Regions from separate parts of the Sus scrofa genome. Here region 1 is linked to region 2. Evidence: chromatin contacts called from public HiChIP or PLAC-seq data. All regions are on one chromosome and are shown on one strand. Each heading gives the region's core, a stretch centred on a gene start, on an enhancer-like site or on the middle of the called end of the contact. The rest is flanking DNA. Distances are from core to core; before and after follow the strand shown. Region 1 holds the start of TEF (thyrotroph embryonic factor). Region 2 holds the start of PMM1 (phosphomannomutase 1).

Region 1 (6,003 bases), core at 1,374-3,873, 170 kb before region 2:
CTCAAGAAGCTGCTGCACTGATTGAAACCCTATTTCTACAGAATTCCAAGGTGCCATTTCACAGCTCTAGTCTTCACCATGTAATAACATGTTCTTCCTATAGACTTTAATTCTTTGTTGGGCTCACAAACACTACAGACCTTAGCTAATTCTCACAACATGCATTCCTCCACTAAGAGAAGGGGCAAGGCCACGCTGTTAGTCCCACTTTTACGGAGAGGCGGCAGAGCCAGGGAGAGCCAGGGAGAGGATGCTGCGGCTGGAGAATGAGAAAAAAACATAATGGCTCCCGCCCCCAGGATGGTGCTGTTGAAAGCTGCCAGGCGGCAGGGTAGCGCGCCTCCCAGCTTGCAAGTAAGCACGAGAGAGAACATGTTTATAAAGTTCCCGCGGTGTTTGTGACACGCCTTTTACCGTGGTTATCCAAGGGGAAAAAAAAAAAAAACCTCTTTCGGGAATGTAGTACATGAACAGAGAACCGAATCGAAACTAATTTTTAAAGCCCTAACCAGCTCACCGAGCTCCTCCCCTGTGCTACTTGCCTCTTAGATTAGTTGCTCCAGGCTAGGTTTTAAGTCGGGTAGCACTGGATAACTGCAGCTTAAAAAAAAAAAAAAAAAATCTAAACTTTTACTACATCTCATTACATACCACCTGTCACAAACAAATGTAACTTTCCACTGTTATGTTGCTATAAATCCTCTTCTCATACCTTGAGAAATTTTTTCCCTTCAATGTCACATTGGGAATTCCCATGGTGGCTCAGGGGAAAGAATCCAACTAGGAACCATAAGGTTGCCTGTTCAATCCTTGGCCTCGCTCAGTGTGTTAAGGATCCAGTGTTGCCGTGAGCTGTGGTGTAGGTCGCAGCTGCGGTTCGAATCTGATGTTGCTGCTGTAGCTCTGATTCGACCCTAGCTTGGGAACCTCCATAAGCCACGGGTGCGGCCCTAAAAGGCAAAAAATAATAAAATAATGTCACATTAGCCATGAAAATGTACGTTTAGCCCTAATCCAGCAAGTCTCTCCACAACCAAACTAGTTATTTTTAAAGCTTCCAACATTGTTTTAATCAGTTTCCTTGGACTGCCCTCTGAAATTTATTTCTAAAAACCTCTAGGTCAGTTTATTCTAGAGATGTCTTAGTTTAGCCACATACAGAATTCCCGCTAACAACAACTGAGTTCTGTGCACAATTTAGTACTTTCGCTCAACAGGGAGTGACATGGGCACCAACCTGCCTGTAGGATAACGGATACACCAAGCCATGAACTTGTACCCATGGGTGTTAGTAAAGCTATGGTCATTACCATTTGTTGCATTTACACTAACTGGCTAACGGAAGCCTGGGAAGGTAAATCCTGCCCTATCTCCATCTGACATAAACCAAGGAGGCCTGGAGAGATGAAGCAATTGGTGGGAGGTATCAGATTCAGAAAATAACTGACATCTAATGAGCATGGCCGGGAGACCTTGATTTCTGGAGTCAGATGCCACCACCCTGGCTTGACCATCACCCAGAGTTTCTTCAAACCTCTTGCTTTCCAGGCCTGCTCAGGGGCCCAAGCGCTTTTTTCCTCCTCAGTGCCCAGCAAAGTTCTCATTATACCAGCCTGACCACTTTCAGCTAGCTGGGTGTTGCTGTCAGCACCTACCCCGTGAACCAAGGACTGGGCTCTGCCATTCCCCAGCCCGGCTACTGGAAGGCGCGAGTCACAGGCAGGATACAGGATAAACAAGCCAAAGTCCCTGCCCTGTCAGGCACGGAGAGTCTACACTGAGTTCAAGGCAGAGTATGAATTGTGCTATCAAGAGGTACAAAGTCCTGGTGCCGCTAGGAGCAGCTTCCTGAAAGGTCCCCACATCTGTGGACCCCGCTCACGTTCTCCATTTTCCCGGTTTCCTGAGGAACTCCCAGGAAGTATTTATATTTTGAGAGGCGGTGGTTCTCCCACGAGGTGTGTACTCTGTAGATTGAGTGAAGGAGTTTTATTTTTTTCCCTGTAGAAAAAGCCAAGGTCCTCAAGAGAAACAGGCTTTCAGAGCCGTTTAGGACTTTAGAGATTATCTAGCCCAACCCCGAAATTTTATGGGCGAGAAAAGAGGCTCCGGGAAGCAACTGGACTTTCCCAAGGTCACAAGCTAGTAAGTTGGGAGGACAGAAGCGTGCACTCCGGCTCCGGCTCAGGGCCGCGCCCTTCCTCTCCACCACCCCGCCCCGACCTCAAGAATGCTCCTCCACGCTCGTGTTTATTTGGCCGCCACGCCCGCGCCAGAAACCCGGGATCCGCGGGGAACCTGACACCCGCTTCAGCGGCAGCCAAGCCTGTTCCGGCTGTCCCTACGATGGGCAGGCCGCCGTCCCCGGCCCTGCCCTCAGCCAACCTCCGGGTCGGCGGGGTAAGGGCTGGGCTCTGCGTCCAGGTCCCACGACCCTGGACAGAGTCCCCGCAACCAAAAGAACCGGCCCTCCCCTCCCCGCCGCAACCCCGCACGTGCTGTGCCTCGTGCACCGCCCCGGGTCCCGCCCCCGCCCTCCATTGGCTGTTTCGCGCCCTCCACCTCTTTCCCCTCCCCCTGCAACTGGACTCGGCTGTGGCTCCACGTGACCCGCGGAGTTGGGGACGGCCGCGTGGCCCCGGGGGGCTCTCTGATAGGCTCCCCCCGCCGGCATGGCCGCTCCCAGCTCCGCCTCCCTTCAGTGGCGCGTCCGGAAAGTGGAGAGGTTGGGGTGCGAGGGGAGAGCGGTAACGGTGGTCCGAGAGGAGGAGGGGTATTATGAGCAGGGAGGCGAAGGTGAAACCTTGGGTAGAGGGGAAGGGGCTGTAGCCGAAAAGGGCCTAAGACCCTGACTCTACCAGGCGCCAATCAGGTGACACAGAGGCAGATGGGGCGGGGCCTTCGGCCCTTCTCCTCACCTGGCCCCGCACGTGTCTCGTTTATCCGGGCGGCCTAACCAATCACGGCCGGGACGGCTGTGCCTGCCCCCCTCTCAAGGCGGACCAATCCAAGGCCGCCATCCGGGGAAGCTGGCCTGGACTCATAAATAATTAATATGCCAGAGCCAGTCCGCAGGCGGGGTAGGGATGGAGGGAGGCGGGGGTGCCCCCGGGAGCCTGCGCAGTAGCCGCCCGTGTCGGCAGCTGCGGCGGGTCGCACGGCTCCGTCCCATCTCGGGGGGCGGGCGGGGGAGGCGAGGCGCGCGAGCAGAGCGCGGGGCACGATGTCCGACGCGGGCGGCGGAAAGAAGCCGCCTGTAGAGCCGCAGGCGGGGCCGGGCCCGGGGCCGGGGCGCGCAGCTGGGGAAAGGGGCCTGCCAGGCTCCTTCCCGCTGGTCCTGAAGAAGCTGATGGAGAACCCCCCGCGCGGGGCGCGCCTCGGTGAGGGGGGGGAGGGTCCGCGCGCGCCTGGGGGCGGGGTTTCTGCAAGGGCGGGGCTATGTGAGGGCGGGGCCGGGGAGGTCGGAGGTCAGGGTGAAGTGGTCCAGCAGAGGGGGATGGGACCAGGGATGACAAGGGCCCTGGAGGGCGAGACAGAGGGATTGGGAAGAGAAGGTCAGGGGCGAGTTGAGCGAGGCTGGGTCAGATAGGGGTTGGCGGGGAGGGGTCAGGAGGGAGAGGGTAGGGTGGGAGTCGGGGTGAGGAGGTTCCTTTGGGCGGCCTCGAGTGTATGCAACGCGTAGGGGTTACTGAGGAGGCTGATGGGGGTCGCAGCAGCCACTTAAATGACGCTCGAGGGCGCCTTCTCTGGAACGCCTGAATCAGGATCACTTGGGATGCTTGTTTAGAATGCCGATTCCTGGGCCTCACCTTTCACCCACTGAATCTGCGGCTCCTGGGACAGGAATCTGCATTTTTAGGAACACCCCACCCCACCTCTGTGATTCCAAAGTCCACTGAAGTTTGAGATACCCTGATAGACAGTAGCGAATTGTCTTTATATATGGGCTTTCTCTCTGGGGATGAGGACCTGTCTTCTTCCCCTCCAGTGAGTATTCCCAGTTACTAGGTAGGTACTCGCTGGAGGTTTTCTGGAAATGAATTTCAGGGCTGCTGCTGAGGTGGGGGAGGAGTGTCAGGAGAAGGGATGGGAGGGCCTTCTGAGGGGGGATTGACATGAGTCAGGTAGAGGGATGAGGGTCAGACTGAAGCTACTGAGGCCCTTCACCTGGTTGTTTGGGGCTGACCCTAGCCTTTGGGGCCACAGTGGCAGGGCTGGGCTTTGTCTTGGTTCCTAGGCCACAGAGGTCCCTGGGGCCTACCTGGAAAGCAGGTTTGGCCTTGTTTTTTGGCCTGGGAACATGAGGTTCAGGGAGTGGCAGGAGTGCCACCTATAGTGGAGTTTTAGATGCACTGAGGGATGCTTTCAGTCTCAAAGATTTGAATTTCCGAGAACCATTGGTGTAGTTCATGGATGTGGGAAGGAATGGGCCTTCTGTGAATACCAGCCTTGGGGAATTAATTGTCTTTTTAAACATGCCATTTCTCTTCCTTTCCTGGCTGTGTTCTGAGGCTCCCATCCCTATGGCTGTCACTGTTGGGTTATATATAGCTTCAGCACATCAGGTGAGGCCAGGCTCTCTCCTCCTGCTTCAGACCTCATATGCACAGACCCTTTTGTTTGTTTTTAAGGCAAAATTTTGTTCCAGGATCTGAGGCTGAGACAAGCTACCAGGACAGGTGTACACATCCGTCGGGGTTCTTGTTTGAGATTACCAAATAATAACCATCTATAACAATAATTCTACCTCACATTTGCAGAATACTCACAGAGCACTTTGATATAGTCTTATTTAGTCTTCCACAGCCATCTTATAGGGTATTACCCCACTTCTCAGATGAGGAAAGCTGAGGCTCAAAGAGGTGAGGCTATTTCCTTAAGGTCACATAGCTAGGCCTTATGTGCTCTTTACTCTGTCACTGGCAGCCACTGTCCTTGTGACCCGAGTGATGGGCCTAGTCCTTTATCATCCTTTACGATGAAAACTCCATCTTATGGGGAGTTCTTGTTGTGGCTCAGTGGTAGTGAACCTGACTGGAATCACTCGGGTTTGATCCCTGGCCCTGCTCAGTGGAGTAAGGATCGGGCGTTGCTGTGAGCTGTGGTGTAGGTCACAGATGAGGCCCGGATCTGGCATTGCTGTGGCCGTGGTGTAGGCCAGCAGCTGCAGCTCTGATTCGACCCCTAGCCTGGGAACTTCTATATGCCTCGGGTGCAGCCTTAAAAAAAAATAACAAACAAAAAACAAACACAAAAAACTACTCATCTTATAAAAACACTGATTTGGAAATTCTCTTGTGGCACAGTGTGTTGATGATCCAGCATTGTCACTGCTGTGGTGCAGGTTTGCTCTCTGGCCCGGGAACTTTTACATGCTGCAAGTGCAATCCAAAAAAAAAAAAAAAAAAAAATTAAAGCACTGTCCTTCTCGCTCAGTGGGTTAAGGACTGGGTGTTGCCGTGAGCTGTGGTGTCGGTCGCAGACCCGGACTGTATGTGGCGTTGTTTCAGCTGTAGTGTAGGCCAGCGGCTGCAGCTCTGATTTGACCCCTAGCCTGGGAATCTCCATATGCCTTGGGTGTGGCCTTAAAAAAATAAAAATAAATAATTAATTAATTAAAAATAAAAACACTATCCTTAATGGCTTAGGCCAGACAAAACCTGGAATGTACTGTTACTCTTCCTTCAGTCTGGCTGTTTTTCTGCAGCTCTGATTCGAGCCCTAGCCTGGGAACTTCTATATGCCTCGGGTGCAGCCTTAAAAAAAAATAACAAACAAAAAACAAACACCTCCTTTGAACCCCATGACCCGCCCAACATGGATCACAGTCCTTGCTGAACAGCATGTAGAGTCAAGATCTCAGGGAAGAATAGGGAGGCCATCTGGCCCTCCCAGCCCACCAAAGCTTTGCTTTCTAACTTCCCATTTGGTTTTAAACCAAAGCCTGGTACAGAAGGCAGTTGCAGGAATTCAAGATAATTGGTATTAAAAGCCATGACCAAA
Region 2 (5,634 bases), core at 853-3,352:
ACATTCAGTTATTCAAAGCTGACAACATCTAGAGCGGACAGAGCACAAACACTCTCAAGTTGCTGGTGAGATGGTAAACTGGTACAGCTACTTTGGAGGGTAATTTGGCAGGATCTATTAAAACTTAAAATGCAAGTACCCCGTCTATGGAATTGTGCAGGTGCATTATGGATGTTCACTGGGTAGGGTTTATAACAGGAAGAAAACTGCAGACAAATAAGCTAGTCAGTTAGAGAATGGCACACACTTGCACTGAAATTCTATACTGCAGCCACAACAGAATAAGGCAGGACTGTGCTTCCAACACGGAAGAGCCCCAAGACACGCTGTTTATTGTCAAAAGCAAGCTGCAGAAAGACACACACAGTATGATACCACTTATTAAAAACAATCAAACGCACTTTGAAAACCTCACAACTTTGGGGATGAGGCTGGGCTTGGGATCCTGACTAATCAGGGGACTTCAGCCTTCTCTGTTCTGTTTTCATTCTTTACAAGAGAACGTGTTCACGAGTACGTGTACAATTAAAAATTAACTTTTAAAAAGTGCTAAGGCCAGATCCAGCAGTGCCACTGTTCTTGTTCAGGCTGTCAGGTTAGTGGAGCTAAGGGTCAGAGGGAGGGGTGGACACTGTTCCTCAGCCCTGCTACCCTCGCTCCACTGTCTTCTTCCTTGCATCCCTGAGGACTCAGGGAGCTGCTGGAAGGTGAGGTGGCCTGATTCCTCTTGCTGGCCCAGGGCCCTCACAAAGGGGAGGGGAGACTAAGACCTGGCTGCCCATCAGCCTCTGCCAGGCAACCCACCTCTACTGGCTCCCTGCTCTAGGAGACTCCTCAGGAGGTCCTGATGGACCCAGATTGGAGGGCAAGAAAGAGCCTGCTCATCCATGAACCCACCTGGTGAGGGCGGGTCTGGGGGCTCATCCTGGGTGAGACCCGAAGGGAGAAAAACTGAGTGTGGAGCAGAGGTTGGAGCATCAACCTGGTGAGATGCTTTTAGAAGGGAAACTGCACTCCCGCCCACCCGGTACCACAAGATTCCCATGGTGACCAGACGAGCCCCTCCCTCCAAGTGGGCGAAGCCCCAAAACTCTGCCTAAATGGTACAGAAGCCCTCCTTCCCTCCAAGAGGAGGGGGATGGGCCTGGGAGGGAGGGAAAGTAGAGGAGGGGCTTGAGAAACCAGACGCGGCCCAAGTCTGCAAAGGTCGGTGGGCTGGCTCGGAGACACTCCCCCACCCCCGGCCCCCGCCCGATTGGGACTCCAACGCTTGGGAGCACTGAGCCCCTGTATGGAACCCTAGGTTCAGAAGCCAGCATCGGGCTACTGGTGCCTCTTTGGGCTGGAACTGGGGTGGGAGTCACTGCTGGGGAGGTGGGAGCGTGGAGCCAGGCCTGGCGGCGGAGGGACCAGGTCCCCGCTCACTTCCTCCCTCCAGAATCCGACCCACCCCCCCTCGCTCTCAGGCAGAACGAGGGCACGGACGCTCGGGGCCTGTGACGTGGGGAACCGGGTTCCCATCACTCCCAGAGGGCGGCCCTGGGGTGTCAGGGGCCGGGTGTGTTCCGGCATCTCACACACAGTCCCGGGGGATCTGGGGTCACGCTGCTGGAGGCCACACATTCGGCCTCCAGGTGTCCGCGTGACACTCCCAACAGGAGCTTCTGAACGTCGAGGCCCTACCTGGCGAGCCGGCGTGAGGGTACCGTCCACGTCAAACAGGCAGAGGACGCGCTCCTTCCTACGGGCGCCCTCAGCGGTGACCGCCATGGTTGCAGCTCAGCTCACGGAGCTGAGTCGAAGGATGCGGCCGCCGGAGCCGCGTGGGGAAGACGCTAGACAGGGCGGGGCCTGGGAGGGGCGGGGCCATCCGGACGGCGCCCAGAGAAGAGGGGGAGGGGCCAGGGCACGTTCTCCCGGGGTACCGGGCAGGGGTGGGGCCTGAGCTCACTCGGGAGGTTAATTCTGATGGTACCAGGCGGAGAAGGGGCGTAGCATAGGGCGGAGCAAAGCCCGGCAGGGTCCTTCGGATTTTTGCAAACCAGATGGAGGCTGGGCCTGGGCCCGGGTCTGACTTGGGTCCGGCGGGAAGTGAGGGAAAGAACCCGGAAGGGAGGGGCGGGGCCAGGGCTGGCCCTTGGCGGGGTGATTCTGATTGCAACTGGCCGAGGAGGGGCTGGACTAGGGCGGAGCCTCGAGCGGCAGTGCAGAGTCCGGGGTGGGAGTGGGGAGATCCGGGGGAGTGTGTGTGTGTAGGGGGGGGCCACCCTCCCACAACTCTCCCCGCTGCCAGTCAATCTAGGACTCGCCCGGTCACTAATGCCTTTGACCTACAAATCATGAGCTTAAAGAAATCCGCTGATGGCCTTTGCTCAGCCTCTGGGGTTTGCCAGATGACCTTCTCCGACCCTTACTCCTGCTGTCATTCTGTCCACTCCATAAAGCACAGCTAATGGTTTACCTGGACTCCTCTCTATTCACAACTATTTAACCATCACCTTGACTTTGGAGTCAGTTCTAAATAGTCTTCCCAGCTTCACCAACCACGTGAGTTTGGACAAGTCCCTTCACCTCTCTAAGACTTCTTTACCTGTTTCCCTCTGTAAAATGGGAAAAACACCACCTACTTTGTAGGGTTGCTTTGCACTTCAAAAGAAGTAATAGAAGTTCCCATTGTGGCTCAGCTGGTTTCAAAGAGACCAGTATCCAAAAGCAGGCGGGTTCCACCCTTGGCCTCGCTCCATGGATTAAGGATCTGGCGGTTGCCATGAGCTGTGGTGTAGGTCGCAGAGGCGACTTGGATCCCAAGTTGCTGTGGCTGTGGCCTAGTCCGGCAGTTGCAGCTCCTATTCAATCCCCAGTCTAGGAACTTCCATTTGCCACAGATGTGGTGCTAAAAAGAAAAAAAAGAAAAAGAAAAGAAAGAAAAGATCCCACAGAGCAGGCCCTCTCCAAAGAATGTGTATAAATGTGCTTGATACTGTTACTGATTAAACAGCTATTGCATGTCCACTCTTAAAAATGTGCAGACCCTGGAGTTCCTGTCGTGGTTCAGAGGTTAACAAACCCGACTAGTATCCGTGAGGACTCAGGTTTGACCGCTGACCTCGCTCACTGGGTTAAGGATCCGGCATTGCCTTGAGCTGTGGCATAGGTCGCAGATGCAGCTCATATCCCGCGGAGCTGTGGCTGTGGTCTAGGTCAGCAGCTGTAGCTCTGATTTGACCCCTAGCCTGGGAACCTCCATATGCCAGTGGGTGCGGCCCTAAAAAACAAACAAACAAACAAAAAATGTGCAGACCCTTTGAGCCAGCAATTCAGCTTTTAGAAAATAAGAAAAGGATGGAGTCCCCTGGTGGCTCAGTAGGTTAAGGATTCGGTGTTGTCACTGCTGTGGCTCTGGTCACTGGCCTGGGAGCTTCAGCATGCAAGGCCAAAAAAAAAAAGAAAAAGAAAAAAAGAAAAAAAATTGGGGATCAGTTAAATTATGATCCATCAGTAAGATGAATTGCTGTGAGGACTTGGAAATCTGTGTTGTTAGGAGTTCCCGTTGCGGCTCATAGGTAACAAACCCAACTAGTATCCATGAAGACACAGGTTCAATTCCTGGCCTTGTTCAGTGGGTTAAGGATCCAGCATTGCCACGAACTTTGGTGTAGTTCACAGATTTGGCTAGGATCTGGCATTGCTGTGGCTGTGGCATAGGCCAGCGGCTACAGCTCCAATTTGACCCCTGACCTGGGAATTTCCATATGCCACAGGTGCGGCTCTAAAAAGCAGAAAAAAGGAAAGCAAAAAAAAAAACACCTATGTTGTAGAATATTTAACATGGAAAAAGCATAATCCTGGAGTGTCCCTAAAAAGCAACAACAACAAAAAAATTTTTTTACTTAAAAAAAAAAAGATCATAATCCTACTTTTCTTTTTTTTTCTTTTCTTTCTTTCTTTCTTTTTTTTTTTTTTTTTGCCTCTTCTAGGGCTGCTCCCACGGCATAAGGAGGTTCCCAGGCTAGGGGTTGAATCGGAACTACAGCTGCCAACCTGCACCACAGCCACAGCAACGCAGGATCCGAGCCGCGTCTGCGACCTACACCACAGCTCATGGCAACACCGGATCCTCGACCCACTGAGCAAGGCCAGGAATTGAACCCGCAACCTCATGGTTCCTAGTTGGATTCATTAACCACTGCGCCATGATGGGAACTCCAATCCTACTTTTCTAATGGAAAAAATAGCAGGCTCTCCCTGGATGTTGGTATTATGCTGCATTTGCTATAGCTTTCTCCCCTCAAAGATTGTCTGTTTCTTCTACCAGAAGCCAGAGACAAAGGCCCACCTCTACTTCCCTCTCTACTCCCAGGGGTTGCCCTCCAGTTTGCCAGTGTGCCTGGGTAAGCAGGCATTTTTGCCACATCCACCATCCTTACCCTGATGCCTCTGATCAACTCTGGCCGTTCTGATCCTACAGAGACACATACATCCACGTACCTATGAGTGAGTGGCAATGTTGTGCATCATGCTTTTTGGTTGGCTTGTTTGTTTTTCCATCTCAGTTGCCATGGTACCCTGGGAGATCACTGGAGGCAGAATGGAGGACAGTTATGTCCCTGATAACTACGGACTTGGACAGGTTGCCTTCCTTTGCATCTTCATTTATATAAAAGATTGAATCCCTATCTAGTAAGACTATGAGATCATTGTGGAACGTGAATGTTGCCTGGCATTCCAGTTCTAGAAGAATGGCACCATCTACCCCTGCAGCCCACCCCCATGGTGGGCCCTGAGGGAAATTCAGGATAGAGAAAAACAGGAAATATTCTATGCATTGGAGATTGGCAGAGTTTTTGTTTGTTTGTTTGTTTTTTGCTTTTCAGGGCCGCATTGGCGGCATATGGAGGTTCCCAGGCTAGGGGTTGAATCAGAGCTACAGCTGCCAACCTGTACCACAGCCACAGCAACGCAGGATCCAAGCTGCGTCTGTGACCTACACCACAGCTTACAACAATATGGGATCCATAGCCCACGAGCAAGGCCAGGGATTGAACCTGCAACCTCAGGGTTCCTAGACGGATTCGTTTTGCAGCGCCACAACAGGAACTCCTAAGATGCATTTTTAAGGAACAATTTCAATGAGCCCAGACTCTTGCATCTTCCCATATACAGAAAAGCACTAAAATAATTAACTCGAGATATCTGTTTTTGTGTGACTCATGTTGTTGAAACCCAGCCTTCATGCACTGATGCAAAACTGGATCTTGGAGACAGGCTTTTGGGTGAAGTAGGAAAGAAGAGCTTTATTGCTTTGCCAGGCAAAGCAGGCACAGCAGGTTCATGCCTTCAAAATCGGTGTGTCCCAACCTGAGAGGATTTGTGAGGAGTTTTATAGCAAGGGGTCAAGGGCAGCATTGCTGATAAGGATCAGGTATCCTTTAATCTGGCCTAAAAGTTATCAAACTGTAAACCGTCTCTCTGGAAGGAAGAATGCTTCATCAAGTAGTTAAAGTCTTCTGATTTGTTGGGGGTTTTAGCTCTGCAGAAGAGCTTAGAAATATTGTTATGTGGGAGTTCCCGTCGTGGCACAGAGGTTAACGAATCTGACTGGGACCTATGAGGTTGGGGGTTTGATCCCTGCCC

Evidence for each region. HiChIP or PLAC-seq counts read pairs in DNA pulled down with a chosen protein or histone mark.
Region 1: an H3K27ac HiChIP or PLAC-seq map of alveolar macrophages shows a contact between it and region 2. The contact joins the promoter of TEF here to the promoter of PMM1 in region 2. A contact is called at or near these places in 1 of 47 Hi-C or Micro-C datasets (liver) and 2 of 2 datasets of contacts at active chromatin or transcription factors (alveolar macrophages and skeletal muscle).

What each region holds. Positions count from the first base shown.
Region 1 is chr5:7,131,791-7,137,793 of Sscrofa11.1, reverse strand. TEF (thyrotroph embryonic factor) reads left to right here and starts at 2,623. Exons shown (of 5, transcript XM_021091460.1): 1 at 2,623-3,380. The coding sequence starts at 3,224. LOC110260634 (a long non-coding RNA gene) reads right to left here and starts at 615. Exons shown (of 2, transcript XR_002343884.1): 1 at 1-615.
Region 2 is chr5:6,961,467-6,967,100 of Sscrofa11.1, reverse strand. PMM1 (phosphomannomutase 1) reads right to left here and starts at 2,102. Exons shown (of 8, transcript NM_001184895.1): 1 at 1,684-2,102. The coding sequence starts at 1,770.